Linked DNA regions of Mus musculus: all the other regions are linked to region 2. A link is a contact called in public Hi-C, HiChIP or PLAC-seq and promoter capture Hi-C data. All regions are on one chromosome and are shown on one strand. Each heading gives the region's core, a stretch centred on a gene start, on an enhancer-like site or on the middle of the called end of the contact. The rest is flanking DNA. Distances are from core to core; before and after follow the strand shown. Region 1 overlaps Mad1l1 (MAD1 mitotic arrest deficient 1-like 1). Region 2 holds the start of Elfn1 (leucine rich repeat and fibronectin type III, extracellular 1). Region 3 overlaps Mad1l1 (MAD1 mitotic arrest deficient 1-like 1). Region 4 holds the start of Snx8 (sorting nexin 8). Region 5 holds the start of Nudt1 (nudix (nucleoside diphosphate linked moiety X)-type motif 1).

Region 1 (5,669 bases), core at 2,960-5,459, 340 kb after region 2:
ATGTCCTTCAGTGCTATACACTACAAAGTTGTCCTTCTCCAGTAAATAAGCCTCACTCGACAAACTCAGTAGGTCACAAAGAAAAGAGTAAAGACATTAGAATGCCGCAGGTGCTAACTACAAAGAACATTGAGTTCAACAGGAGAGGAAGGGAGATAAGCAAGAGTGATAGGGCAGGGTGATACATAAGTACTTTATATATTCATAGACAATAAGTGACTTTAAATGAAAGAATTTAACATAAATATTAATTGTATATGTTTATTAATTATTATATGTGTGTGTTTGTGCTTGGCACATTAAAGTTGTTGTGTTGGTTTTTTGGGGGGAAAGGCTGTTGTTTTTTGTTGTTTTACTTTGTTCTTCCATTTTTTTGGGGGGTTTTGAGGCTAGGTCTCTCTTTGTGTGGCCCTGCTGGCTAGCTTAGAACTCACTATGTAGACCAGGCTGGCCTCAATCTCACTAAGATTTGTCCACTTTTGCCTCCTGAGTGCTGGGATTAAGGGTGTATACCACCATGCCTGGCATGCATATTTTATTTATTTAAACCTACATACATGCATACATACATACACACACATATATATGTGTGTGTGTGTATATATATATATACACATATATATATATATATGAATAATCTTAATTTTAAAAAAAAGATAAACCCTGATGCAAGTCTCAATTATAAATACTTTGTCTTCAGTGACTGCTATGCTGGGTTCCTGAAACCAGATGCCAAACAGCACTGACACGGGACCAAGGGTTGCAAGCTGAATGTGCCCACCACTTCTCTGCTGCAACTCAAGTGCACTGGTAAAGAGGGAAAGGCAACTAGTCTGGGCCTTGATGAAGCCTCAGCTGTCTCCCCGACGGTCTCCTTAAGCAGCTAGGTGGGAACCTGTGGGACCGGCAAGTGTGAAGGAAGCATTGCTGGGAAGGGGACCCCCAAGTTTACCCTTCCCAGCCTTCCCACTGATCCTCTGTTTATCCTTCCACATCACAGGGAACTCCTTTCTGATAGGGATCACAGCTCTACTGCACGCCACCTCCATCTCATGCTGGCTCATGAATGAGCAGTGCTTGATAGCACGAGGGCCAGTGCCATATTTCCCAGTCTCAGGAACACCAACACTCTATAAAAAACTGTGTCTATTGGCCCAGGTTTTAAGAACTGTCAGGAATGGAGGTCTCATAACCCAGAGAAAGCCTTGACTGATCTGGCTTGAAAAAGTACTGCCCAATGGGACACTGTGAGACAGAGATAACAGACAGGCCCGTGTTCAGACCCAGATGGCCACAGGGACTGGCTGGAAGACAAGGAGTGTGCCATCTAAGGGTCATGAATCTCCACAGGCCCTTTATGAGCCACAGCTCCCATTCTCCCCAGCTACACAGCTGGCCCTAGAGACCCCTCAGAGGCATATGACAGATGCCCTGATATGGAGCATACTCATTCCAGCCTCAAACCAAGGGCACTAACAGCCAAGCAAAGACTGGCCTTGAGCTGGGAGTGCTTAGAACTGGGACCCTGAGCCACAGGACAACCCTCTTCCAGGCTCATGGGTCTGTAACCAAGGCTGGAAAGCAAGAGAGCTGCCCAGCCCTAAACCCAGCAAGCACTTCTGCCCTCATCAAGAATGGCTGCCTCCCTTGGTTTTGGCCCTGAGAACTGCAGTGCACTCACATCAAGCCAGCCAGATAGGCCAGGCCAGAGTTAGGGTCTCTATACAAAGGACCTAGTTAGTAGCAGCTCAGGTAACAGTAACCTGGCCAATGCCACCTTCCAGTCATTGACAAAGGGAGGCATCTCTCACTGCCCTCTGGTGACAGGCAAAGTGATGCCACTCCAAAGGAGTCCCAAGGAATGGCCACAGTATGCCTGCATTCCAGTCATGACTAGGCTGCTAAGCGGTTCAGGTGAGGCCTGCAGCTGCTGGCAGGGGAAGGGTGTCAAATGCTCAGCGGTTCCCAGGGGCTACAGCCTCAGCAGAGACTCCTAAAGCTATGTGGAATGCAGATGGCACTACTCAGTTGCTCTTTCCTACACACTGTTTTCTGCACATCTGCTTTCTACTACTGATACAATCATGTCTATTGCTGTCTCCTTGGGCTTCCCAGACACCATGGTCTACAAGAAGGCCTCACTGAGTTGACCAAACATGATGTCATGCTTAGGAAAGGGATGTAAAGGACAGAGACAAGAAATTATGCGTATTAAGTCTGCCTCTGTCAAAGTGATGTCAAATTCTTAAGAGTCCCTAAAGGCTCTTCCAGCCAAGTATTTACTGTTCAAACCTTAGAGCCCTGCACTGATCCGCTGCCTCGTGCTAGCCAGCCACTGACCAGAAGAGCACAGCCACACCTCTATGGATCTCTGGAACCTACCCAATGCCTACTCAACTTGCCCCCCACCCCAGCCAAGGCTAGTCCACTAAATTTCCTTCCTTGGCTCCTCCACTCTCTCCGTCTACAGTGCTCTCCAATGGGCTTCCTACAGACAGACATCCCAGAAGCAAAGGCTCAGACAGCTCCAGATGTAAAACTGGCAGTCCTACTAGGTCTGTCTGGCCCATGACCCTTATAGGACTATGGAGGGAGAAGGGAGTGGTTGCTTCTTGTCTCTATAGAAAAGGAAAGTGCAAAGACACTGGTCCTTCAAATCCCTATTCACCAGCTGCAGAACAAGGAGTACCTGAGGCCAAGGCAGGGACACGTAATGACAACGGCATCTCTAACTCTGCCACTTCTAAAACGACAAGCTTTATCTGTCTTAATTTTTCTTCCAAAAAAAAGGGGGGGGGCAGGAGGATGTGGGAACAGGAGACTTGAGTTTGGATCACTGAAACCCTCCAAAAAGCCAGGGGCAATAGTGGATGTCTGTAACTCCAGCGCTGGGAAGGAAGAGACAGGACACTGGAGAAGCTTGTCTACCTAAATCAGTGAGCTCCAGGTTCAAGCAAAAGACATTGTCTCAGAAAGTGAGGGTAATGGAAGAAGACACCCTTGGCCTTCATGTACACACATATACACACATGTACACATACATACAAATGAATGAGGGGAAAAATGGGGATGGTGTCTTCAGGACTCTATCAGGAAGTAAGGGTCACATCAGAGGGATCCAGAGTATGACAAGAAAAGGACATGGCTGTGGGCATGCTGTGAGCCATGCTGTGTATTGTATGCTGTATGCTGGACACGGGCTGGGCAGAATTGAGAGAGGACCATGGGACAGGGCAGCTCCCATGGCAACAGAGCTAAGCACTCAGAAAGTGATTGCATTGGGGTAGATGGGGGTGACGTTTTCTCTGGTGCTTGAATAAAAGAGGGAGTTTCACATTTTATCCACTTCTACATTCCTTAACAATAAGAGCTTATTTAAAAACCCATGAATATGTAAATACCATTTTAAATATGGATATGCAAGACATACAGAGCAACAGTCCGTGTGGGTGAGAAATGTTAACCGCAGCTCCCCTAGTTGAAGAGCCAGCACAAGCAGACTAAGAGGGCCGGGTCTGGAACGCTGGCCCTCCCCAACTCCATGACTGGGTGGTTGGGGCTGGGTAGGCCTGGAGCACAGCAACCTGGCCCTTGAAGAAGGAGTATGCACATCTTCCCACCACACACAGGGCCTATCATCAAGGGGCCTTTCACCCTCACAGCTGTGTATCTCCACAAATTCAGTAAAGGACCCAAGCCTTGCTCTGTATCCCAGGATGCACTGGCCATCCTTTTGGGGATGTGGGTACCCAGACTTGGTCTCAAGGCAAAGCAGTAGAAGAGAGGCAGCCTGAAACAGGAATGTCTTAAACAGAGCCAAAGCCAAGCTAGGGTTGGGGCTTATATCACTACACACACACATACATTCTCTCTCTCTCTCTCTCTCTCTCTCTCTCTCTCTCTCTCTGTCTCTCCCCCCCCCTGTCTCCCCCTCCCTCCCTCCCTCCCTCCTGGACTCACCAGCCCACCCCAGCAAAGAATGGGAAGGTAAAGATTATACAGCTCAAGAGCAGAAGTGAGCTCCAGGTAGGCACCTATGACAGATGCCCACCCATCTCAAGGTCTTTCCAGCCTCTCTTTATCTCTCCACTCTCTCTCCTACTAACTGGTCACAAAATTTATAGACTTGGTTTGGATGCCTCCACTGGGGAGGCTATGGAAGGAAGCTTTGAGGAGTGAGCAGATAGGGCTCGAAATGCTGCAGGCACCATCTCATGTCCAAAGCTGGGCACTGCAGCCAGCTGCCAAAGCCTTCTGAAGCTGCCCTATGCTCAGAGCATAAACCTGGCCCGGCTCAAGCACAGACAGCTCTTGACAGTGCTATTGGGTTCTGTTCCTGGAAGGAAGGAAACACACACAGGCAAGAAGAGGGGGGTATCTTAAAGGGGGTGGGGATCAGGCTCGGACAGAGAGGCTAGGAATTCCCAGCTATGGTGGGCACTGTGGGAGCCTCCAGTTAAACTTGCCTGCCTTCATGTCCCCTTCAGAACACAGTGTGATAAGGGGACTGTATAAGCAGGAATAGTATCAGAGATCAGCCCACTGGGTCCCTAAACCTCAATAGCAGCACTCTGGGCCTGTTCTATGGAACCTGAACTTACCAGATGGAAGGTGACAACCTGTACACAGGAACTAACAAAACACTGCTACACAGCCATGCTCAAAGCCTTTGTCTGATAGGGATATCAGAGGAAGAGATGGTAAGTAGGAGCCATTACTTGGTAGGTAAACTGTCTTGAGCTTGGACTAGCCCATTAGTCAAATACCACAATGCCTAGTGCATTCTGCAGTCTGGGATATAACAAGACCAGATCAATTTGGTGTGGGCAGCCTGCATAGCCATGCCCAGGTTACTATGTGAGTGGTTCTGGGAGGCAGGCTCAGTGTTGACCCACAGTTGACATAAAAGTTAAAGAGAGCCGGGCGTGGTGGCGCACGCCTTTAATCCCAGCACTCGGGAGGCAGAGGCAGGTGGATTTCTGAGTTCCAGGCCAGCCTGGTCTACAGAGTGAGTTCCAGGACAGCCAGGGCTACACAGAGAAATCCTGTCTCAAAAAAAAAAAAAAAAAAAAAAAAAGTTAAAGAGAATCAGGATAGAGGGATTCCCTGCTGAGCCACTCCAGCTTCCAAAGAAAGGCCACAGAGCCCACTGTCACAAGGAAGGGAAAGGTAGATGTGTGGGTAGGAGGTAAACGTGCATAGAGTCAGACATCCTCAGACGACCATGAGTCCTAGCCAGGCACTCCTGGGTCTGCAGGTGGCTAAGAGCAGCATACTCCTTGCAGGACAGCCATGAGCTCTATGTCACTAGTGCTGCAGAAGGCACGAGAAAAGTGCTCAGACTCAGGTAGCCACTCTCCACATTCCAAGGCAAATTTTAAGCTGCTTAATACCAGTTCTGGTATTACAGGATCTAAACAAAACATCTTAGCATCTGCTAAGAAATGTTCCCTCAACAACTTTTATAGCCGGTGGAATGCATACAGCTTACACAAGTTCCATGCTTCTGTATCTCCACACCTGTCCCTGTCCACACAAGTACACGCACCCCACATGCATGGGCACTCATCATGCATAGTTATATGTTGCCCCCTCACCTGCCTCCATTGCACCCTGCGTCTCTGCAGACGGCCCAGGGTGACACCATTGCTGCCCAACACTGCCACTGC
Region 2 (6,040 bases), core at 1,979-4,478:
AAGGGAGCCCCTGCCTAGAATCCCCCAGGGAGGGGCTGGGGGCGTGGCTCAGTGGTAGAGCCCCTGCCTAGAATCCCCCAGTGAGGGGCTGGGGGCATGGCTCAGTGGTGGAGCCCCTGCCTAGAATCCCCCAGTGAGGGGCTGGGGGCGTGGCTCAGTGGAGTCCCTGCCTAGAATCCCCCACTGAAGGGCTCAGCAAACATGTTTGTCTAGCACCGTGGTTCTCAACCTGTGAGTCACGACCCCTTTGGGGATAGAATGACCTTTTCACAGTGGTCCCCTAAGACCATTGGAAAACACAGATATTTACCTTACAGTTTGTAACAGCAGCAAGATTACATTTATGAAGTAGCAACAAAAATAACTTTATGGTCAGGGATCACCAGAGCATGAGGAACTATATTAAAGGGTTGCAGCATTAGGAAGGCTGAGAACCGCTGGCTTAGCACATGCAAGGTCTTGGCTTTTGTCTTCAGCACAAGAAAATACACGGGTAAGTAAGAGGGGAGCCTCAGAGCTGGGTTCAGAGCATCCAATCTCTGTCTCCTGGCCACACAGCTCTGCTGACTGTGCTGCGAAGCATCTCAGCCCTCCCTCATCTGTGGGTATTTAGGACACTTCCAATCTGCTGTTGCCACACACAGTGCCTCAGCAAACAACCTTGCACGGAGTCATATATCACTTTTCATTCGTGACAAGCATCTAGAGGACACATTCCTAGAAGAACATGCCAGGCACAAGGGTGTGTGGCTTCTCGGAATATGGACATTCTCACAAGAGTTCCCAGAGTGTCTACTATGGCCTCAGAGTAGCTGTGAAACCTGCTACCCTTTGGGGGTGAAACATCATGTTGAGCTGTCCCTGGCATTCCTGTGGTGATGTCTCATTTGTCAAGAAACCCTTTCCCCCATTCCTTTTCTGTTAGTTATCTCTGTCCACTTTTGGTGTCCTTGTCAATTTTTTTCTTATTGGGTTGTAAGAGCTCTTTATATATGAGGAAACTGACCCTCGTGTTTCTTTTGTGGCTTTGGGCTCTTCTGGGGGTTGTGGATGGAACTGTGAAGTTCTGGGTATCAGAGGGATGGACACCAATTTTTTCTCTAGGCATTTTTATTTTTGTAGTGTGTAGAAATGCTTTTCCATATTCCAGCTTTCTGCAGAAGTAAGATCTCAGTGGATAGAAAGTTATCTCGACCTGCTGGTTGGGCCTCTGGTCAGCCTGCAGAAATCATGTGGGCAGCTCTAGCTTGGGGTCCCATGTGTGCCCAATTGGAGAGGGCCCACCCCTCTCAGACTGTTCTAGGCCCCTTCACCCTCAACTCAGGAAAGACAGCTGTCATGGCTGCATCTGGCCCAGTCTATAGGCAACCTTGTCAAGGAGGCCTGTGTATGTTGCATGTGTGTGTGTTGTGAGTAGATGTATATGCAGGAACCTTGTTTGGGAGCAAATAATAATAATAATAATAATAATAATAATAATAAAGCCAAGGGTAAGCTGGGCCTGCTGGTACATGCCTATAGTTCTGGCACTCAGGGGTCTAAAGCTAGACACTGGAGTCCCAGGCTGGCCTGAGCTACAGAGTAAGAAGACAAGAGGAGGAGGGAGAGGGGAGGCAGATGTAAAAGAGAAAAGGGGGAGGAGGTGGCAAAGAGGTAAAAGAGAGGGAGGGCTTTCTTCTCTTTGTTGGGACCCTGTCAGATAGACCCCAGGATAGACATCTTTGCCTTTCTGGAATGATGTTTGCAGTCGCACACCACTACAGAAACCCAGGTATGGACCGGGGGTTTGTGCAACCCTGGAGCAGGCTGGGGTGCCTTGGCGACTGAAGCCCTACTCTATAACTTCTTGGTAAGGTTCCTGGTTGTGGGGAGGGGGGAGGCGTGGGCGTCGGCAAAGATGTGTGTGAACTTCTGCCAGAACTTCATGTTCTTCATGAGGGTGGGCTAAGGGGTGAATTATGGGGTGTGCCCGTTAGGTGTGAACCTGCTCTGCAAACGTGTGGGTGCAACATACATAGTGTCCACCCTGGGTCATGTACACATGCCTGCTAGTGACATGGCTCAGGAGAATGGGAGAGGAAGGGAGGAATGGGGGCGGGGCGGGAGATGAGAGAACCAGGAGAAAGCTCTGGCCTCATCCCCGTGGCTCTGGCCAGGGGTTAGCTTGTGGCCTTCCCAGCTTGAGGGGTGCCTGGCTTGTTTTTTGTTTTTTGTTTTTTTGAAGGGCCCGGCAAAAGCTACCCTAAAAGCAGGCTTTGGAGCCTTCAGTCCCGGCTGGATTCTCTTGAGGTCTGAGCAAGGGTAGACCCACAGCTCTGTCCTTGACCACCATGCTCTGTGTCTAAGAATCCACCGGAAAGACGATAGAGCCTCCTCTACCCTCAGTCCCTAACTGGAATCTCACTCCTCAGGGTTCCAAAGGAAAAATGGGGCTGGGGAAAGCCTAGGATCGGCCAAGTGTGGGCTGCCTGCCGGTGCTGCAGGCTGGATCTAGTCGAGTCGCAGGACAGGCCACAGGACCCGAGCTCGGGAAGCTCCTGGTCCTCTGGCCGCGCTACTCCAAGGTTCAGGCTATTCCCATGCTGGTCCCTGGTGGTCTGGCAACCCAAGGGACAAGTCCCCGCCCCCAGCCTCTCCTCGCCCCTTACTATGTATACTTGGCTGCACTCTGCGGCTCCAGTCCCCTTCGTTGGCATTGTGTCCCGAAGCCTGGCTCTTGAGAGTGCTCCAGCTCGGAGGAGGCGTCCAAAAAGGGTTGCACCCACTCTGCCCAAAGGGGGGTCCTTCAGCTCCGCAAGCGCACGGAGGCTCGAAAGCTGTGCGCAAGGCCTTAGCCCGGCGAGGGCGCTCTTGAACTTGATTTTGATTTTCAACCCAAGGCCAAAGCTACCGCCTGGGGAAGGGGCGCGGTAGGGAATGGGATACCAGCGGGCTCAGTCAGTGTTCCTGGAACCATGGGGGTGGGGGGTGGGGGTGGGTGGGAGGGTGGACAGCCCCAGAGGGATGACTTGGATCCCCGGAAAGCACACATTAACTCCCCCCCCCCACACACACAGAGGCTAGTGGGAGGGGAATCCACTACTCGGAACCTTCCGGGAATGGGAAGGTGCCAGGCTGATCTCACGCCTCCCGGCCTCTCAGCCCAAGGGGGTGGTGACATACAATGCAGAGAGGAGGGACTGTGAAGGGGGTCGGTGACCTTAGGAGAGAGCAAGTCCCTGGTGGGAAGAGAGAATGTTGCATCTCGGAGGGCCTGACAACCTTGTACCATCTCTGATTCTCCCCTCCCCGCCGCCCGCCCCGTGAAACAATCGTCCCTGCGGGTGGAGCTGTGACACGCGCGCTTACATAGGGTCTGACTTCGGGGTCAACTTCTACATGGCTTCCTGCGGGTGCGTGTGTGTGCACAGGCGTGACTGTACGCGCGTGCACATCTCTGCCTCTCGTACCCACCTCCCATCGCCACGAAGGGTCCCAACCCCATGACACTCGGGGACTTGGGCTCCACGGCTCTTAGCTCAGTGGCCTGGGACGCGGGCAGGGGACGCAGGCAAAGCCAGGAAAAGGAGGCGAGGCTGTGTTGCGGCGTCCTGAGATGTCCCCCCGGCTCCAGCCAACTTCCCCTCAGGGAGCCTTGATCCCCTCCCGGGGCAACCTATGGACGTGCAGCGGCCCCCGCCCCTGCTCCGGTCCCCTCCCCGCGCGGCTCCCACGTCCGACCTGCCTCGCGCTCACAAAATGAACCACCGCCTCGCGTCGCCGCGGCCGCTGCCGCCGCGCCCGCTCCCGAGCTCGAGAGCCGGAGCCGCCCGGCCCCTTCGGCGTCGCCGGCGCCGCGGCCGCCCCGCCTGCCCGGCCGGTCCGGGGCTGCTCCGATCGCGCGGTCCCCGGCTCTTGACGCAGTGAGCGCCGCAGCCCGGCTCCCGCAGGCTCCTCTCCGCTCCCGGCGAGAGGCCGATCCTCAAGCCCGGCGGGCTCCGGGAGGGGCGGGCAACGCGGGAGGGGGAGGAGGTCTGTCTGGAGCCAGCAAGAACCCCGAGGAGGAAGAGGAGGAGGAAGCAGGGGCAGCCGCCGCCGCCGCCGCCACCGCCACCGCGGCGCTCCGGGGACTTCGGCGCGCGTGCTCTGCTAGCCGGTGATCGAGCCTTCAACCCTGGGGGCCACAACCCCGTTCAGGTAGGAAGGGGTGTGCAGCGAGTGGTGGTCCCCTCTGCCGCAGACGTGGGGTCCACAGGTCCCCGCCCCTGGAGGGGGAGGGGCAGGAAGGATACGCTCTCGCCGGCTTCCCGGGTGGCGCGGGAGTCCCCAACGGCTCCCGCAGCCCTGGTTGCCCCTATCGCCTCAGTCCCCCTCGCCGTGTCCTGGCCGTCCGCACCTGGACCGAGTCCCCTCTTCACCCGGGGGGTTTCAGATGCAGCGCGTTTAGTCTGAGGCTCCAGGGCGCCCTCCACTCAGCCGCCTTCCCAAAACCCGAAGTTCTCGATCGCCGATCTCTGGCTGGACAAACTTCCCTCCCGACTCCGCCGATCGGAGCGCCTGGGCTTGGGTCCCCTGCCCCCACCTCGGATTAGGAAGCACCACCGAGGACCCGAAACTTTGCTGAGCGTGCTGCCTAGGCCGTGGTGGGGTCGGTCTGCTGTAGGGTGCATGGGACGGCCTTAGTGCCCCAAGTTGGCCCAGAAGCTGCCCCCCCCCAGTCCGAATACCTCCACTCGTAGTTCAAAGAGGAGAAAAAGTGGGTGGTGGGACCTCGCCTTCGTTCTGCACACTGGTCTCCAGGCGCTGGAGCCGTGGGGAGGGTAATGTAAGACCCGCACCCCCACCCCAGCCGGGTGCCGGGGCTCTGTCCAGCTCCCTGGAAGGAACTGGCTTCTAGTTATTAACAGGCGCCTTTGACAAGAGCCTGTAGGGACTGGGAAAACCACTGGCTGCGAGGTGCTTCCAGACCCCAGCCAGAGACTGACCCTCCTCAGTTTTCATGGGTCCCATTCCGTCGCCTGCCCTCCCCTTTTCTTCTACTCATTCCCCTCAGACTTTGAGGTGTCACCTCCCACTCCCCTAACTTTTTCTCTTCCCAGATAAGCCTGCTCTGAACTGTGACTACCTGGGGTCATGAGCCCAGGTCGATGTCTCAACATCCAAACATCCTTTCTGCACCCCCATCCCACCCCCATACACACAAGGGGATGGGAGTGAAATCTCCCGGGCCAGCCTGCTAGGCATGAACGGGATCATCCCCAGCCAGTTTCGAGTCCTTGCGACCCATCGCCCACGCATGACACATTCACCAGCAGCTGCCTAGGGGCTGTGGTGAGCAGACAAGCTCTCTCTATGGAGAGCTTGCGAAGATCCCAGAAGGGTTTGGAGGTGAAGTGCTCTGTTCCCTGTGAGGGAAGAAGCCAGTGTCTTCTTGCCCCACCCCCCAGTGTCTCCTTCCTACACCCTGAGGTATCTGGAGGATTCCGTGCCCTCTCTCCACCTCACCCCAAGGCTCAGGTCAGAGTCTGAGTGGTCACTAGTATTTGGGGAACAGGGGGAGTTGGGCACTTCTTCCTGTCTGGGATAGAAGGTTGCAGAAGCCACTCTCCGAACAGCTGGGAGAATCTTTGTCCCAAGGGTGCTGGGGCCCCGCCCCCTTCGGGTTCTTTGCTTCCGAGCCCGCTTCAGCAACCTCAGAGTGTGGAGAGCTGAGGTGGCGCATCTTTTCCGCTTCTCTGGGTCTGGGGAGAGCAGGGGGCGTGGAACACAGTGATGGGTCCCTGACAGATGTCCTCGCGTGGCGGCGCCGGCGTCTCTGTGATAGAATTAATGGCTTACAAGCAAACGGCCCGATCTGTCCGGCTCGGGGGAGGGGCGGCCCCAAGGGACTCCCGGATTTTGGTTACAACCAGCTGAGCAGCTGGAAGATTGGGGGATGTGACCTGGAGGGTCTGAATGACCCTCTACTAGTCAACCCTAATTTTCGGTCTTGCCACCCCGACAACTGGGTACTCCAACATTGGATGTCCTGGGGACCCTTCCACCGGAAGAACTACCGGTG
Region 3 (5,864 bases), core at 2,201-4,700, 290 kb after region 2:
AGGGGAAGTGGAAGGTTTTCTTTCATTAAAAAAATAAAAATAAAATCTTGCTTACATTCTATAAATATGATTCTGCAACTATGGTATAGAATATTAGTGCATACTGGAAATAGCATGCCTCAAATAGGAAAATGGTTTGTGTTCACCCAGTGCCAGAAGCCAATTTTCAATTGCTTAAAATAGTCATGATATTTTACCAAGGTAATTATACTCTTAGCTATCAGTAACAATTAACTCCTTAGACTGGAGCTGCTTAATAAAAGTCTCGAGACAAAATTGCGCATGCCAAGCACTGAACTGGAATGTGAAGCAGGCAGAGGCCCTTGGAGGGGATGCCAAGAAAGAGCAGCACAGCTGGTTCCAGGCTGTGCAGATGGGTGTTGGACAGGACCCACATCATCCCCTCAGGAGGCTGGGCTGGAGGTGCACAGAGGCAAGGTCAGGCAGAAGTGAGCAGACCTAGAGATTGAGGTCTAACAGCAACTTCCATTGAGACAGTGAAGACGGGACACTCCCCCACTACAGTAAGCCAGGCTGGAGTCCAAGATACCCCCCAGCCAGGTGTTTAACGGGTAGGTAACACAGAGGACATTATACCATGCCTGTGAAATCAGGCAACACCCTTGGTGCCTCACCAGACGAGCCTAATGAATAGTTTCATCATTCTGGCTGGCTAGCAAGTCAAATCCCTACATCCCAGACCCAGGGCTGGGAAGGCAATGGGTATTGATCCATTGAATCTCTCAGAGGGACAGCTAGTATAGATAATCAGTCAGTGTCGGGCAATCAATAGCTACCTTCCCACTGACTCAGAGTGAGGCCAAGAGTGCAGCATGGGTCAGGGTGAGGCCACTGTGGACAGAGAGCCGTTGGGAGTTCCATGTTCAGGGAGGAGAGTGGAAATTTCCTGACTTGGGAGCACCAGGTGGAAATGTCAAGGACAGAGGTGCCCACATAACACACTAGGCACAAGCCTCACAGCATCTGTTCGGGGAACCATGGGAGCTCAACAAAGGTCACAGTGCATCAGCACCATTGACAGCAATCCTGTCACCCAAGCCTGAAACCAAGCCTAAAGAGCCACCAAGTTCACAGCAGCTCTGGTGATAATACAGCAGCTACAGCAGCCACAGCAGCCACGGGACAAACATAGCCAACAAAAAATGTCCCAACCACATGGGCATACACATATGGAAATGTTATGGAACCCAGTCGACAAGAAACACCCAGAGCATGTGGGTGTACATATGTGGGCACACTACAGACACATACCCAGATCAGATCATTGATTTCTCCACAAAGTAGATGAGACAGCTGTGGCCCCTAGAGCACTTTCTCCAAGGAGCCAGGAAAGGGTACAGAAGTCCAGAGGCTGGAAGCAGGACAGTGGAAGCAAGACAGGCTGGCTAGAAGCAGGAAAAGGGCAGGTGCTAACTCCATGTCCCCCACCCATACACAGGCAGCTTCGCCTCCTGGGCCTGCACTGCAGAGCCTCCTTGGGCTTCAGACGGCTGGTGTGCTAATGCCTCAGCAGTGCTTGGAGCAGCAGGACTATCCCTCTGAGCAACGGTTCTGAGGTCACAGGGAGCAGTTCCATTCTCAGCACCGACCTCTCTCTCTTCATCACACAGTAAGTCAAGGGACACAAGCACTTCGCCCACTAAGGACGTCTCTCAAGTAGATCCCCTTCCCACCACACTCTGCTTTCCCATGGCCAACTGTCTCCTCACACCACACAGGAATATCCTGCACTAGCACTACAGTGAGCTGCCCATGGGCCCGCAGACCAGGACATCCGCCACCTCCTGCCCCGCATGCACCTGCAATGTTGGCATCAACAGCAGCTCTGTGACAGCCTTCTTCCCTGAACCATATCTCTGTGGGGATGGGGACAGCTCTCTTCACTGCTCCGGTAAACAGTAAATCCTCTGGGTCTTTGCTTAAGTCTCACCTCCGACAGCTCCTCCCGTGTCAGTGCGCACAGCAGTGTTTGTCTTTGTCAGGGCTGGTTGAGTGTATGGCTGAGCGCTCTGCTCTTGTCCACTGCACTGTCAAGTCTGAGGGCCATGACCACATATTCCCATCACATAGGCTTAACACTGACAGGCGCTGGGCAGGAAAATAACTATGCCAATACGCTGAGCATCTTCTAGGCCAAGGTGTAAGGCTGGAACTAAGCTGCTATGAGAAGACAATCTAGCCACTTCTTTTCCTGGGCTACCTTCAGGGACCCTGAAGGCTGAAAAGAGGGCCCAGCCCTGCCCCAGCCCTGGGAAGAAGTGTGTGAGGCCAACACAAATGCTAGATCTTCATGTACCTGGGGACAGATGCAGCTGGTCCTTTCTTAGGTTCTCAAAGTCCATGAGATACACATCACTGTGAGGACCCACACCATTAGTTCTGTACACAGGTGGCCATCCTTACATCATGCTGGGATGAAACCCACTCCTGCTTCCTCTGCTCATGCTAGCAGCACAGGGCAAGAAGGCTGGCCACCACTAAGAAGACCAGCTTACAGGAAACACTCCCTTGAGGTGCTGCACCAGTCCAGGTCAAGACATGCAGAGAAAGTGAGTCTGGGAGACTGGTTTTGGTCTTGTGCTTTGAGAGAGTCAAGGTACAGAGCCCAGACTGGTCTTCAATTCACCACCCCCCTTCCTGCCTCAGTCTCCTAAAATATGGTTGTATACTTTAGCTCCGGGCTCTGGATGGCTCCTTCTGCCATTCGAAAGTGTGTTCTCAAGTGTGGACCTAGAGCACACAGCCTAACTGAACTGTTCTGCTGCAGCCTGCAGCTAGGAAGAGCCAGCACTGGGCCCGGCCTGGGGTCCAGGGTAGGTGGGATACCCACTGGAGACGTAAAGCTATGGACCACAGGCAAGCACATGCAGCTTCACAGAGGTCTGCAGAAAGATGAGCAACCAGAGAGGAAAGGCCAGGCGGTATGGGCATGGCTGTGTGGGCATGGGTGAGCTCAGTCACACTGGGTGAACTGTACCTTGGTCAGCAATGCATTGCGCTTCTGGAGCCTTCGGGCAAGTGCCTCATGTGTCTCCCTCTTTTTCCGCTCCTCCAGCAGCTGTGCATTGGCCTGCCGGACCTCATCCTGGAGCTGCTGCTGGACCTTCTCCAGACCCCGGGCACTGCAGGGAAGGGAAGATGGTAGATCCATGAGGCCTGGCATGACCATCCCCCATAACTAAGGCCACACTCCCCACTGTGTATCCCATAGGGGCATCCTAAAATAGAGCTGCACGTGCAAATACCTCGTCCGTTTCCTCGCTCCTGAATAGCTACTTAGTGCCTTTCAGGAGGTTCTGGATTTCAAAGACACCCAGGGTGATCCCAGAACACGGTGCGAGGGGGAGGGAAGCGCAACTCCACACACAATGGGAAAGATTGTCAGCCACAGGCGCTTCAAGACGGCACTTCTGAATGAGCTAAATTGCCAGCGCAAGCACTTCCCATGTGAGTCACAGTCTGCACAGATGTGCAGCACAGGGCGGGTGTGGAGAACAGCCCCCGCAGCAAGCACTGGGCCTGCAGAGTTTCTGAAGGAGAAAGTCCTGGCTCACACTGGGTACTAGGCCTGCCATGTGATAACAGATGTCAGAACATACCCAGACAATGGCATCTGACCTCCTCTACTTTCCCTTTCCCTATTTATACATGTATGGATGTGTTTTTGCAGTATAAAGGATTAAAGCCAAAGCCTCAGGCATACTAATCAAGACCTCTGTCACTGAGCAGGGAGGGCTGTCAGCCTCTCTCTGGAGATTCTAGGCAGGGACTCTCCCACTGAACCACGCCCCCAGCCCCTCACCTGCTAGGCAGGTGCTCTACCACTGAGCCACACTCCCAGACCCTCACTGGAACAGTCTTAAATAAGTGCTCTGCCACTAAGCTACATTCCAAGCCCTCTTCTTATTTTATACTTTAAGACAGGATCTCACTAAGCCTCCAGAGCTGAACCTGAGCTTTTAATCTCCTATTTGAGTATTCCCCCAAAATACAGGGTTACAGGTTGTGCCACCAAGCCTGGCTTCCCTTTACAATATCTGCTTTCCTACTGCGTCCCTGTGGCCTCTTTGGTTTGGCTACTTCCTTCCCTATGACATTCCAACAACTTCACAATTTAATCAATTGTCTCTGCCAACATCAGAGGCCCAGACCTCTGGACTAAGGCTTCTAAGGGCCACTGGTCACTCCCAGGCTGAGCAAAGACCATCAGAAAGTACCCTTGCTACCACCCCTCTAGTCCCACAGTGACAGCCCTCTAGGCCCAGTGCAGCCTCTGTTGTCACTGGTCTTACAGAGAACCTGGCAAAGCACAAAAAGCAAGGGCAAGGATCTCATCAAATACCCACAGGGTGCCCTGTCACACGTGCACTGGGCCATAGCAGCAGAAAGAAACAGGTCAGATGATAGGAGCAGCGGGGGAAGGGCCGACCAACCCCCCAACCAAGATGGCCACTGCAGGAGCACAGAGTGTGCACTGTCAGTCACAGACCTCTTCCCAGAGGAGATGCCAAAAGCTCTCGCAAACCGAGGCATGGGGCTAGGGAGACAGTTCAGTGGATAAAGCATTTGCCTTTCAAACATGTACATCTGAGTTTGGATCCTCAGCTGGATCACAGATCAATAAGCTGGGCATGGCAGGACATACCTGTAAGCCCAGTGATGTTAAGAAAGATATGAAGCAGAGATAGGCAGACAGATCCTGCAAACTTGTTGGCCAGCTCTCTAGACTACTTGATTATGTCTCAGGCCAATCATGCACAGACAGACAGACAGACAGGCAGGCAGGCAGACACAGACACACACACACACACACACAAGCAGGGCATCAGGCAAAGTAACCATGACCAGAACACTGAAGCTACTTTGAAAATGTACAATCTGGGGCGGGGCCTGCAAGAGACACCTGCAGCTCAGATTACTTCTGCATCCAATTATTTTTGTTTGCTTTGATTACACAATTTCAAGAAAATCTGAATTCACAAGGGTGGCAGATAACACTTTTGTCAGGCAGACACCCCTGCAAATATGTCTATTTCACATCTGAGTGAATACAGGGTTTTGTAAATTATAACTCAGTAAAATCATTTAAACAGCTAAAGTGTAATTTGAAAGTGAATGAGAGTCAAACATTTATGATGCTTCAGCAGGGGACTGCGATACTCCTAGTCCTGTGAAGTGTCACAGGGAACCCTGCTCTGGCCACCAGCATGACCACAGAAAACAGAGCCAACCTTGTGACATCAGGGACAGTGGTGGGCTTCAATCCTGTAATCTCAGGGTGTCTTGCACTGTCCCTTGGCCCCACTGAGAAGCAGCTGACTGCCAGTTGCACCCTAGGTGCATCACAACCCCAAATATCAGGCAAGAGCAAATATTCACGGGAAACAGACATAGAAAGTGGCTATTTTGAGTTCCAGTTCAATTGAAAACTATTCATAGACCAATTTAATAATCAAGAACTGTGAAATCGACTCTTGAATCGTTGAATTCAGGTGGGGAGGTTCACAAGCACCTTAAATCACTGCTCCAAAGTGGGTAATTTAATTAGAATGGCAGCATTTGCTCTGCTACTTACGAACCAAGTACAGAGAGACAGACATGGCAAGGCAGCTTCTCAGGTGACACATACACGCAGGGTGGGATTGGGGGTTTGGGATCACTCAGATAAACTGTCCTCAGCAGGGAGTTCAGGAGAGCCTTGCAGGAAGACTGCCAAACCCAAGAGTGGAATTTAGAGGCAGCATTCCCCTTACCCTATCCACCTGGCCCAGATGCAAACAAGCCCAAGGCCATGCCATAACAGCCACTTTGCTGGGATACTGAAGACCAGGGCTCAGCGGAAC
Region 4 (6,007 bases), core at 2,425-4,924, 480 kb after region 2:
AGACAGCTCATTCTTAAGAAAGTTTGTTTACCATGCAATCATGAGGACGTGAGTTCAGATCTCAGCACCCTCACAACAACTATAGTGTCTCACAAATGTCCATAAGGCTAGCTCCAAAAATCTGACACCCTTTTCTGGCCTCCAAGTATGCACAGGCAGACACATACGTCTGTGCACACACACACATAAAATCTGTTTGCTAGTTAGTTTGTTTGTTTAAGGCAGGATTTCTGGGCTGGAGAGATGGCTCAGCAGTTAAGAGCATGGGCTGCTCTTCCAGAGGTCCTGAGTTCAATTCTCAGCAACCACATGGTGGCTTACAACCATCTGTAATGGGATCTGATGCACTCTTCTGGTGTGTCTGAAGACAGCAACAGTGTACTCAAATAAATAAATTTTTGGGAGCTGGAGAGATGGCTCAGTGGTTAAGAGCACTGACTGCTCTTCCAGAGGTAATGAGTTTAATTCCCAGCACCCACATGACACCCTCTTCTGGTATGTCTGAAGACAGCAATGGTGTATACATTAAAAAAAAAAAAAAAAAAAAAAAAGACAGGGTTTCTCTGTGTAGCCCTGGCTGTCCTAGGACTCATTCTGTAGACCGGGCTGGCCTGGAACTCAGAGATCTGCCTGCCTCTGCCTCCCAAGTGCTGGGATTAAAGGCAGGGGTCACTACCACCCAACCAATAAATCTTTAAAACAAAAATAAGGTGACGAGCCATTGAGGAAGAGACTCAATCAAACCAGAGACTGAGTCACACCAGGAAGGAGGTAAAGGAACTGAAATTCATTACTAATCAAGATAATGGATATTAAAACAAAATTAAATGTTCTTAACTCTCTCCATCCGTCCCATTTGAGAATCAAACATAGGACACCCAAGCAGGTCCCTTTGCTGGCTGAGCCATGGCACCAGCCTTCCATCAGTCAAAGACAGCAAGTGTGCAAATCCTAGAAGCCAGCAATTCCACTCCTAGGATATCTTCTTGTGATGAACGCGACATAAGACCCCAAAGATGTCTGCATCCTAGTCCCAGAAAAGGTGATGTTCTTACTTTCACTCAGCAAAAGGAATTAGAATTACAGTGAAATTCGAGGCTGTTCTGAAGTGAACATAAGAACACAAATCTTCATTTTCTGGGTGCCTCCCCTATTCACAGGGGTCCTTAAAAGTGGAAGCAGACAAAAAAGAGCCAGGCAACTTGAAAGAGACATGGAAACCGTCAGCCTAGGGTTGCTGGCTTAGGTAGATGCTATCTACCGTCTGAACAGGGAGGCCAGCCTGTGAATGCTCCATCACGGACTATGGAGGCTGTGACACTTTGTTTTCGGCAAGTGTAACTTGCTCTGGACCACTGACCTCTGCTCACACAAGGTGCAGCCATGTGTGATAGCATGTACCTACAATCTCAGCATCCAGAAGACAAGATACGGAGAACAGGAGGACTATGGGTTTGAGGCCAACCTGAGTTACATAGCAGACACTGTCTCAAAAATAAACAAATAAGGCTGATTGTGGTGGCACATGCCTTTAATCCCTGCAGTCAGGAGACAGAGGCTGACCTCTATGAGCTCAAGACCAGGCAGGTCAGCACACTAAGTTCAGTTCTCCTGAGGACCAATCTCCTGCAGCGTATACACGGTTCACCTTTCGAATAATGGATCTGTGTGCTGAAAACCACAATGAGCCCATTTTCCTCCCAGCAGTTCCAAACCGCTACAAACACAAACACTACTTTACGCATGACTACTACCGGCAGCTCTGAAGGGGTAGCCAAAGTGGAAATCTGCTATGTACCCATAAGTCACACTAGTTAATCCTTTGAGATGTCAAAAATCAGCCAACTGTGAAGGTGGAGGCTACTAGGCAAAAGGTGAGGAGGAAGAGGAGGAGGAGGAAGAGGAAGAGGAGGAGGAAGAGGATGAGGAAGAGGAAGAGGAAGTGAAGTGAAAATCAACCTGTGAAAGTTCGCTGCCTGAGCTCTTTACCTCTGAAAGCAAAGCCATCCTCGGGACCAGGTGAGAGGGCTCAGTGGCTACCTGCATTCACACACACAAGCCCACCCACCTCAAGCTCCATCCCTAGAACTCAAGGAACAGTGGAAGAGAGAAGTGACTCCACAAAGCTGTCCTCTGACTGCCATCCCTGTGCCATGCCACACTGTTCTCAAGAACATCACACACACAAGAATACGTTTTCCCAAGAGTGATTCCCAAAGGTGTTTTGACTCTAGTCCATCCAGCCAAAGGCTCCACCAAGACACACTCCAACTAAGTTTCTTGCAGAAGGAAGAAAATCTCCTTCGCCACATCACCAGCTTGGTGCCAAGTTTCATACATACAGAAGGAAGTGACAGGTTGAAAAACCCATTTTCCTACTTACGTGGCTACTGGGATGGCCTGTCAATCGTGAAGGACTACATGGCTGTGACTAACACACAAGTCACACCACTGCCCAAGATCTGTCAAAAATCTAGACGAAATCCTTCCTAACGTCAGCCATTAGCTGAGTTCTCTAGGAAGTAATATGGAAGATCCCAAATTTGCCAAGAGAGCTCTAACCCATCACCACTGCTACAAGCCACAAGGAATTGCTTTATGAGTCAGGCAGGGGCTCAGAGCACAGGCTCCAGAGCTCTTGCAGAGGACAGGAGTCTGGGTCCCAGCAGCTCTACTGAGTGGCTAACAGGCAGGTGAAACTTTGGCCTCTCGGGAATCTAACACATCTGTCCTCCAAGGGCGCGCGCGCACACACACACACACACACACACACACACACACACACACATACATATACACAGTTAGAAATATTTTTTTAAAAAAGCATTCTTAAAAGGCATAAGTAGCTCTGGATCAGTCTCCCTTTCTCAAGGCGCCCAGGTATAGGGACTTAAGTGGTGGCTCAAACATACAACCTCAAAAATACAATGTTTTACCCAACAAGACCCAAAGACTGTTGACCAACTCCGAGGGGAGTTTCACCTTCTCTCCATTCTTCAGAGGCGTTCATTGACATCCTCCTCCCTCCCCTGGGGTTAAAAGTACTACCCTAAACCCTTCGTCCCAAGAGAAGAACCTGTCTTTCCACCAATGCTCTAGATGGCCATACTCAGCGACACTTGGCCAGACCTGGCTGGCACACACCAGGCCCAGCTCCACCCTTGCGCCTCTGGCCACATGGATGCGTCCCCACAGTCCACAAAGCCGGGGACCCCAGGAAAAAGAGTCTGATACCAAAGACACATCCCTTTCCCTGGACATGGTCACACATGAATATAAACCACTCTCTAGACCACGTCTCCAAAGTGGGGTCAGAAAAGACCCAGGTGCAACTCCACACGGCCGCTCGCTAACGGAGGGCTGAAGAGCAGCGTCCCAGGGAGCAGCGGGAAGAGGCTGGCCCCAAGAATGTCCACCCCCCCACCCCGGCCAGGCGAGGTGTGGCACTGACAGGTGGTCCCCGAGTGTGAAGCACTTGGCTCTCCGCACAGGGCCATCGGGCCGCGTGCCCTACCTGTCGCCGGCGGATCCGCCTCCTCGTCAGCCTCCGCCTCAGCAGCTGCAGCGACTGCCGGCGAGGGCAGCGGGTCCATCGCGCGGCCAGTCATGTGAGCCCGCTCGCCCACGTGACTTCCTCCCGCGCCCGCCCGGCCAGCCCCGCCCACGCCAGCTCTTGTCCGGCGTGGCCACGCCCATGCCAACCTCGCCACGCCCCTCCGCTCACCCCAAGCAGTAAGACCACGCCCCTACCCACGAGCCACGCCCCAACCACGTGGCCGCGGCCGGGGCAGCGTTCAGCAGCTCTGGTCCAAGACTGAGTGCTAGCGCGAGTACCGCCCCAGCTGCTTAGTGCCACCTCCCTCCAGTGCGCACCCACCTCCCCGCTCTTAGCCAGCAGCTGTTACTCATCTTCTTGCCCACCCTCTGACCCACGCTGCCATTCATTTTTGCATTCGCTTGCCCACTCACACATGCTCTGTGAATTCCGGGGCAGCCCCTGTGAAAGGTGCTACGGACATTAGAACAGTGTTCTAGTACCTTCTGGGATTTGGAGCGTGAAACATGGCTAGAGAGTAGGTCTTCTGACTATAATAGGTCTCTGAAGATTACTGATGAGGAACAACATTCCATAATTGTTTGCAGATAACCAGGCCATTCTCCTTTCTGTTGGGGATTGAGCCCATAGGCTCCCACATGCTGAGCTGGCCCTCTACCACTGTGCTATGTATCACCAGCCCTTTATTATTTATTTGTATATTGTTGGAGATAGGGTCTCAATATATAACCCTGGCTGTCCTGGAACTCACTATGGCTAGCCTCAAACTCAAAGATCTGCCTGCCTCTCTCTCCTGAGTGCTGGGATTGAAGATGCACACCAGGACGTTGAGCTTTATGTATTTATTTTGACTCGGGGTCTAGTTAGCCAGGCTAGCCTTGAACTCACTCTGTAGCTAAGGCAGAACATCCTCCTGCCTCAGCCTCCCTAGGAGCTAAGTTGAACATACATACCTCCAGGCCTGGCCCTCTGACTGACAGAGGGAAGCAAGGATGTAAGAGCACACAGGAGCAGTGTCTGACCCGGGGCTGAATATGAGGACTGAGTCTAGAACTGCAGGAGGAGGAAGAGGAGGAGGAGGAGGAGGAAGAAGAAGAGGAGGAGGAAGAGAGAGAAGAAGAAGAAGAAGAAGAAGAAGAAGAAGAAGAAGAAGAAGAAGGAGGAGGAGGAGGAGGAGGAGGAGGAGGAGGAGGAGGAAGAGGAGGAGGAGGAGAACAAGAAGAAGAAGAAGAAGAAGAAGAAGAAGAAGAAGAAGAAGAAGAAGAAGAAAGGAAAAAGAAAGAAGGAGAAAAAGAAAAAAGAAAGGCAACCTAAACTGCATATAGATACATTATCTCAAGTAAAGGAAAAGCAAAAAAATATCTGGGAGAAGAAGAGGGTTATTAATAAGACTCCATCAGAACAGTTGGGTGTGGTGGCGCACACCTTTAATCCCAGCACTCGGGAGGCAGAGGCAGGTGGATTTCTGAGTTTGAGGCCAGCCTGGTCTACAAAGTGAGTTCCAGGACAGCCAGGGCTACAGAGAAACCCTGTCTCGACTCCATCAGGGAAGGCCTTTCTTATTTCACAGTAAAGACCTCGCCTCTCCAGATATTGATGTCTAATGATTTCCATGGAGTGGACTGAAGGCTCCAAGGTTGGAGCCCTAGGATGCCTCTCAGTCTCCCTGCTGGTGCCTCTAAAGTTTTTAAAGCCCTAAGCTTGGCTGTAGCTGCGTCTAGTTCCCTTTATTTTCCAGGACTACAATCTATTGTGTAGAAGTGTAACAGAGCCCCAGATCTTAGCTCCATCATGGAAGGAGTATCCAGGCTATAAAACTCAGCACAAAACACCACCTGCCAAAAATGAAGACCTGATCCATCAAAGCCCATAGTTCTGGGAAAGTGCTAAGCTTGCTTTTCAGCTTCTGTAGTTCTGCTTCTGGCTAACTGTCCTTGTTAACCGAAATATGTCAACCCAGACATATTTGGTTTTCATGCTTAAAAGCTCACCCTAAGAGAGGTTCAGTGTGACACTGGGATCCCGTCAGTGTAATCCCCAGTGGGCTAATACTTTCTATTGGCTTAAGCCTAAGCCAGAGCAGTCTTCTCTGGCAAACACCCCACAGCAAAAGTGGTTCAAAAGTTTGGGTAGAGCTGGGTGTGATGGCGAACGCCTTTAATCCCAGCACTCAGGAGGCAGAGGCAGGCGGATTTCTGAGTTTGAGACCAGCCTGGTCTACAAAGTGAGTTCCAGGACAGCCAGGTCTATACAGAGAAACCCTGTCTCGAAAAACAAAAACAAAAGAATTAAGGTTTTTGTATGTTTTGGAAAACAAGGTCTCTTATAGTCCAGGCTGATCTCAAACTCTCTATGTAATTGAGGATGACCTTAAACTCATGTGAGTGAGTGAGTGTGTGTGTGTGTGTGTGTGTGTGTGTGTAGAGTTTGGAGGACAACCCCTAAGATTTA
Region 5 (5,981 bases), core at 1,895-4,394, 420 kb after region 2:
TCCCGCCAAAGGGAATATGTGAAGGAGATCGACCCCAAGCACAAAGCCCACAGGAGAGCTGGAATCTAAGGAAGTAACACAATGTGTTATTAAACCATGAATCTCCCTACCAAAAAACAAGTCACAAAAGGCAGTCAGGCACCCATGCATGTATGTGCGCAAAAGACCTTTGGTATGAAGGCACATGAGTTAGATGTAATAATGGCACAGGCTATAACCTCAGCACTTTGGGAGCCTGAGGCGGGAGGACTGTCACAAGTTCAAGGCTAGTTTGAGCTACCAAGTGAGATCTCGTCTCTCAAAGTTGAAAAATAAGTAAATAAATAAAGACACGTAGTAGAGTGTAGGGTGTCCTCTACTCCCCCTGGCATAGCTGGGGAAGTTGAGACCTAGAAAGGAAATGGCCTTGCCATCGTGGAGAGTGACAAGCCGAGGTGAACCGCAGCCAAGGTGCTGAATCCCACTTCACTGTCAGTTCACTACCCCAGGCTCCCCTCCCACAGAAGGACTCTTCTTCCAAATGATTTTTTATTTTATTTAGTATGCGTTGGTTCTAAAATGGGAATCTTAGTAGGTAGCCCAGGCTAGCCCAAAACATAATAAGTTCCTGACTTAACCCAGTGAGTACCTGAGGTTACAGGTGGGCACCACCATACCCAGCTCCCAACAATCCTTTTTGGTTTTTAATGTTTGTTTGCTTTTTATTCCTTGAGACAATCTCACTATATAGCCCAGGCTAGCCTCAAATTCAGAGAACTGATGCCTCTGCCTCTAAAGGGCTAGAACCATGTGAGACCATGCTCTACTGTTTTGTCTTCCAGATGTATTATTTATTTACATATGTGTGAATGTGCACTCAAGTGCAGGTACCTGCCCAGTTCAAGGCCTGGATGTGAAATCACGGAGGCTAGGGGCTGCCTGATGTGGGTGCTGGGAACTGAACTTGAGTCCTCTCTGAGAGCCAAGCCCTTCATTTTTGGCTCTTGGTTCTTTGAGAACTGTGTGACTCAGGCCTGGGATTCCTGGTTCTCCTGTCTCTACCACCAGAGGGCTAGGGTCACAGGTATAGCCACCACAGCTGGGCAATGTCACAGATGCAGCTGTTTTTTCGCTTTTTCTCTTTCCTATTTGGGCACCATTTCACACACACACACACACACACACACACACACACACACACAGTACACAGCCTATCACATTCCCAGAGTAAGGAATCCAGTGGCCCCAGTGGGACCTCCAAGAGCTCCTAGGCTTCAGGGACACATTAGTAGTCCTGTCCCCAAACCCTGCTGTCTTGGAGTTTCTACTGCTGTGATGAAACACCATAACCAAAAATCCAGTTGGAGAAGAAGGGGGTTACGTGACTTACACATCCATATCACTGTCACTGAAAGAAGCCAGAACAGGAACTCAATCAAGGCTGGAGCCTGGAGGCAGGAGCTGCTGATGCACAGGCCATGGAGGGTGCTGCTGACTGGCCCGCTCCCCTGGCTCGCACAGCCTGCCTGCTCCCCTGGCTCGAAGAGCCTGCTTTCTTACAGGGCCCAGACCCCCAGCCCAGGTGGAAACCTTTTCCTACTCACAGTGTCTGGTTATGGTGCTTATGACAGCAACAGAAAGCAAAGGAAGCCATTATTGTTTAGTTTTCTGGGGCTTTTTGTTTTGTTTAGAGAAAGGGACATAGTGCGAACCCAGGCTGTCCGCCAACTCCTGTGGTTTTCTTCTTTGTTCTTTTTTAAACATTTTGCTTATTTAATCATGTATGTGAGAGGGTATATAAGCAAGTGAGCACACGCCACGGCACATTTGTGGAGTCCACACAGCAACTTTCTGGTGTCAATTCTCCCGTCCACAGTGTAAATCCTGGGGCGAGAACTCAAGCTTGTCAGCCTTACCGGCATGCACCATTCAACCACCAAGCCAGTGGGTCACAGCCCAGAGTGAGAACCACTGCTGACTAACCCATCTTCATAGCATCACCACCACCCTGTGCTCCCTTCCCAACCCCCTACCTCTGCCCTTTTTTTTTTCTCTAGTACAGACATACCATGTAGCTGGGATGACCCTGAACTTCTAATCCTGCCTCCACCTCGTAGGCCTGCGGGGCCTGACTTTACTTAGCAGCTGTGTCCTGTACCCAGCCTGTGTCGTATTTCTGTAACTCTCATCTCTAAACCTACTTAGAAAGAGCCTCAAACAATGTCTCTAGGTAAGAGCTGCTCACTAGCAGTAGTCAGAGGAGCTGGGAGTCCAGCAGGTCCCACCTGCGCCTGTGGCATTGACGCGCTGCACTGCCACCTGACTCCAGGCTCCCGGAGCTGCCCCGCAGTCCAGCACCCGGAGACCGGGCCTCAGGATCTGATGCTTCTCATTCATCTCCAGGAGTTTGAAGGCACTGCGGCAGCGGTAACTCTCCACCTTTGCGGCCTTCACAAACGGATCCTTTAGATGCCGCGTGAGCCACAGGTGCTCAGCGCCGGTCCGGCCCCTGTAGTGACACACTGCTGTGTGTAACCTCCGAACCTTAAGGGGAACGCCTACCAGCTTCAGATGCCTGAAATGACGAAAAAAGAGTTAGCGGGTGGGCATTACACAGAGAGGCAAGAAAGTCTTGGTTCAACCTTTTTGTTTCTGCATATGTATGTGCGATATGCATGCACGCATGTGTATTAGCATGTATGTGCACATGTGTCTGCCTGTGTATGGGGGTCCAAAGTAGAGAAGGGACGTCCCCTTCGCTTGCTCTCTACCTTATGTATTGATGTAAGGTCGCCAACCTGCCAGTCTATCTCGCCAGCTTTCTCCAGGGACCCCTTTTCTCTGCCTCCCCAGCACTGGGGTTACATTTGGTCAGCACACATGTCCAGTATTTTGTAGGCTCTGGGGATCCGAACCCCAATCCTCCCGAATGCACAGCTTTATCCACGGAGCCCATACACCTATTTCTATGTTGCAAGCCTCACTCACTCACGTCTGTACATGAATAAACATCGTACACCCGTGTCCCGCTCCCCGGGACGGAGGTCGCCAGCACCCCTCTGCAACACAATTCACTGAGCTCCCTACTACTGTCATCCACTCCGTTCCTGTATGCAAAGACGTCCTTTTAGCGCAGGCAGACGCCGTAACTCACTCACCCGGCCATTGCTGCTTGCTGGTGGTTTCCTCCCGCCGCCGGAAGTCCCGCCCTCGCTTCCAACGCGAGGCTCCGCCCCGGGAAACTTTGGCTGGGGCGCGAAGGTATGGATGGTCCCGGGCGAATGAGATCTGGGTGCGGGAGAGACGCTGGAGGTCGGGAGTGGGGTGCCAGGGAAAATCTGGGGAGAGAAGGGGTAGAAGGACTAGAGAGCAGCTTCAAACCCACCAGGAAAACTGGGGTACTGGGCAGGCCTGAGGTCGGGAAGACCAGGGAAACTACAGAGAGTAGGGAGCAGAAATGAGAGGGAGAGGGGACCTGGGCGGTAAGCTGATGCATGGGCAGTTTGCAGCCTGTCTGTACCGGCCATAGCCCCTGGGAGGGGAGGCTAGGGAACGGCATTTGCAGAGTGCCCCCTGCAGGCAGGTTCTGGGCTCTGCACTCCATGTGCATTGTCTCCAACACCTGCAACACTTGACCTCAATTCAGACCAAAGGTTGTCCAAAGTTCCCTGACACACATCCGATTTACCACCTATCACAGCTACCAGGACACCCTTGTTTGCTTCTAGGCTCTGCCATTTGACCTCGGAGCACTAGTTTTCGCCTCAGAAACGAAGAAAGTAAGTCTTAAACTCTGTTCTTAGTCTTTTTTTTTTTTTTTTTACTTTTTTTATTAGGTATTTTCCTCATTTACATTTCCAATGCTATCCCAAAAGTCCCTCATACCCTCCCCCCCACTCCCCTACCCACCCACTCCCATTTCCATTGCAAAGGGAAACAGTATGGGGACTCTGTTTGAAGCAATGCCAATCAACAGAGCCATAGCCACACCCATTCTACCTGATTCCAATCTATGTCCTCACTGCTCATTTCACTGAGACAAGGAGCTGAGCACGCTGGTGCACGCCTGTCATTCTACACTCAGGTGGTTGAGCGGGAAGATTGTGAGTTTAAGTCCAGAATGGAGAACATGGCACAACTCTGTCTCGTTTAAAATCCTTGCAAAACAAATCACTCATCTGTATGGAATGTGAGGACATTTGTCATCACTCCCTACATGAAAACAATTTACATAGTTTGCATGTAAAGTGGGCCGGAGGATGTCTGTAAGTTACAGGCAAATATGCCATTTCAAAGAAGTGATTTCATCATACTTTAATCCCAGTATCCATGGAAGGGTAAGGTATCCTGGTATCTGTGGATATGAAAGATATCCTGTGGATATCCTGTGGCTATGAAAGACAGCTGTATACAGCCGGTGCTTAATAAGAGATGGCTGACTTTGCTGAGTCAGGAAGCCAGAGGCTCAGGCACAGGCAAGTCAGAACACAGGCCAATGCTAAGCCCACTTCTTCTCCTGACTTACCTCAGCACCAGGCCTAAGCTTCCGGGTCCCTTTTCTTTCCCTTTCTTCTTATTCTGTTTTTAAATTTTAACTTATATTGTGCACATATAGGGTTGTTGGATTTTTTTATTCGAGAACGTATAGGGTTTTAAAAATATTTATTTTGGGGGGCTGGTGAGATGGCTCAGCGGTTAGGAGCGCTGACTGCTCTTCCAAAGGTCCTGAGTTCAAATCCCAGCAACCACATGGTGGCTCACAACCATCCGTAATGAGATCTGATGCCCTCTTCTGGAGTGTCTGAAGACAGCTACAGTGTATATAATAAACAAACAAACAAACAAATAAATATTTTAAAAAACCATCCAGAGGTGGTGTATAGCTTTTAAAAAATATTTATTTTTTATGTTCATTGATGCTTTGCCTCCATGTATGTTTGTGTAGGGGGCCATATCCCCAGGAGCTAGAATTACAGACAATTGCAAGCCACCATGTGGTTGCTGGGAATTGAACTTGGTGCCCCTGGAGGAGCAGCCAGTGCTCTTAACCACTGAGCAGCCATCTCTCCAGCTGGAATACAGGAGTTTTGTTAACATTTATACTATATGTGTGCCTGGTACCCAAAGACGCCAGAAGAGGGCATCAGAACAGAGTTAGACAGTCGTGAGCCACCATGTGGATGCTAGAAATGGAACCACAGTCCTCTGCAAGAGCAGCTAGTCCTCCTAACCACTGCCATCTCTCCAGCCCTTGTTCAAGTTCCTTTTCTTATACACTGCAGCCTCTTAGGAGGGTCCCAGTTTCTGTATACTGCCTTAGCCAGTTGAGGCCTAGGAAACAATAAAATAAGACGCTTTGTCTGGGGGCTGGAGAGATGGCTCAGTACTGGGAGTATGGCTCAGTAGTAGAGCCCCTGCCTAGAATCCCCCAGTGAGGGGCTGGGGTATGGCTCAATGGGAGAGCATTAGCCTAGCATGCTCAAGGCTTTGAGTTCTTTCCCCAGCACTGTAAATACATACATACATACATACTTATATACATGCATAAAAATATAAATGAAAAGGGGACCTCAAAGGCACATTTGTACATGCCCTGCTAAGCCACAGGGTGTATATCCTGTGACTGTGTATTTAGCAGGTCATACCATCCACCTCTCCCAGAATGTATCTCCCTCCCACCTGGCCACAACAGAACTCATATGATGCATACTCTAACAGACTACAGACCAATCAAACCACATTTTCCCATCCTCTTAACAGGACCCAGGAGAGCATGAGCACCTCCAGGCTTTATACCCTTGTGCTAGTGCTACAGCCTCAGCGAGTTCTCCTGGGCATGAAGAAGAGGGGCTTTGGTGCTGGCCGCTGGAATGGCTTCGGGGGCAAGGTGCAGGAAGGAGAGACCATTGAGGATGGGGCTAAGAGGTGAGAAGAAGGGAAGTCTGACCACAGAGCCAGCCTAGCTGGGGATGAAGCCCAAGAGAGTAGGAAATATACCCTTA

What was found. Promoter capture Hi-C pulls out the DNA fragments that hold promoters and counts their contacts. Hi-C and Micro-C count contacts between places; a contact is called where the count stands out from the background. HiChIP or PLAC-seq counts read pairs in DNA pulled down with a chosen protein or histone mark.
Region 1: a contact with region 2 is called in a Hi-C map of cerebral cortex, with 2.7 times the contacts expected there. The contact joins the enhancer-like site here to the promoter of Elfn1 in region 2. A contact is called at or near these places in 14 of 39 promoter capture datasets (the 3T3-L1 cell line, 3T3-L1-derived adipocytes, the C10 cell line and 10 more), 5 of 484 Hi-C or Micro-C datasets (cerebral cortex, cortical neurons and nephron progenitors), 10 of 115 datasets of contacts at active chromatin or transcription factors (the 230-238 cell line, craniofacial prominence, embryonic basal ganglia and 6 more) and 1 of 9 other capture datasets (embryonic stem cells).
Region 3: a contact with region 2 is called in an H3K4me3 HiChIP or PLAC-seq map of forebrain, with 6 times the contacts expected there. The contact joins the enhancer-like site here to the promoter of Elfn1 in region 2. A contact is called at or near these places in 7 of 39 promoter capture datasets (the 3T3-L1 cell line, hippocampal neurons, liver and 2 more), 9 of 484 Hi-C or Micro-C datasets (the N1E-115 cell line, bone marrow-derived macrophages, cerebral cortex and 5 more), 18 of 115 datasets of contacts at active chromatin or transcription factors (CD4 single positive thymocytes, SST interneurons, VIP interneurons and 14 more) and 1 of 9 other capture datasets (embryonic stem cells).
Region 4: a contact with region 2 is called in a promoter capture Hi-C map of stem cell-derived epiblast-like cells, with 6 times the contacts expected there. The contact joins the promoter of Snx8 here to the promoter of Elfn1 in region 2. A contact is called at or near these places in 20 of 39 promoter capture datasets (the 3T3-L1 cell line, 3T3-L1-derived adipocytes, the C10 cell line and 13 more), 4 of 484 Hi-C or Micro-C datasets (embryonic stem cells, forebrain, myocytes and 1 more), 11 of 115 datasets of contacts at active chromatin or transcription factors (the 230-238 cell line, SST interneurons, embryonic basal ganglia and 6 more) and 1 of 9 other capture datasets (embryonic stem cells).
Region 5: an H3K4me3 HiChIP or PLAC-seq map of forebrain shows a contact between it and region 2, with 9 times the contacts expected there. The contact joins the promoter of Nudt1 here to the promoter of Elfn1 in region 2. A contact is called at or near these places in 15 of 39 promoter capture datasets (the 3T3-L1 cell line, the C10 cell line, the HPC-7 cell line and 11 more), 2 of 15 datasets of contacts at CTCF or cohesin (the NIH/3T3 cell line and large pre-B cells), 4 of 484 Hi-C or Micro-C datasets (the HL-1 cell line, cortical neurons and embryonic stem cells), 33 of 115 datasets of contacts at active chromatin or transcription factors (the 230-238 cell line, the NIH/3T3 cell line, VIP interneurons and 18 more) and 4 of 9 other capture datasets (adipose tissue, embryonic stem cells, liver and 1 more).

What each region holds. Positions count from the first base shown.
Region 1 is chr5:140,246,357-140,252,025 of GRCm38.p6, forward strand. The region is part of intron 10 of Mad1l1 (MAD1 mitotic arrest deficient 1-like 1); the gene reads right to left. Among named protein-coding and RNA genes, the nearest start is that of Gm16120, 41 kb to the left of the region's middle. Within about 2 kb of position 4,210, at least 23 of the 459 cell types and tissues checked have an H3K27ac peak or open chromatin away from gene starts, as enhancers often do. A contact at or near this core is called in cerebral cortex and cortical neurons, where this site is marked.
Region 2 is chr5:139,904,638-139,910,677 of GRCm38.p6, forward strand. Elfn1 (leucine rich repeat and fibronectin type III, extracellular 1) reads left to right here and starts at 3,229. Exons shown (of 2, transcript NM_001384186.1): 1 at 3,229-4,176.
Region 3 is chr5:140,190,916-140,196,779 of GRCm38.p6, forward strand. It overlaps Mad1l1 (MAD1 mitotic arrest deficient 1-like 1), which reads right to left. Exons shown (of 18, transcript NM_010752.3): 11 at 2,999-3,143. Among named protein-coding and RNA genes, the nearest start is that of Gm16120, 14 kb to the right of the region's middle. Within about 2 kb of position 3,451, at least 47 of the 459 cell types and tissues checked have an H3K27ac peak or open chromatin away from gene starts, as enhancers often do. A contact at or near this core is called in the N1E-115 cell line, VIP interneurons, cerebral cortex and 4 more, where this site is marked.
Region 4 is chr5:140,385,634-140,391,640 of GRCm38.p6, forward strand. Snx8 (sorting nexin 8) reads right to left here and starts at 3,675. Exons shown (of 11, transcript NM_172277.3): 1 at 3,515-3,675. The coding sequence starts at 3,608.
Region 5 is chr5:140,328,716-140,334,696 of GRCm38.p6, forward strand. Nudt1 (nudix (nucleoside diphosphate linked moiety X)-type motif 1) reads left to right here and starts at 3,145. Exons shown (of 5, transcript NM_008637.2): 1 at 3,145-3,240; 2 at 3,708-3,758; 3 at 5,740-5,904. The coding sequence starts at 5,753. Mrm2 (mitochondrial rRNA methyltransferase 2) reads right to left here and starts at 3,183. Exons shown (of 3, transcript NM_026510.1): 1 at 3,138-3,183; 2 at 2,265-2,554; 3 at 1-65. The coding sequence starts at 3,145.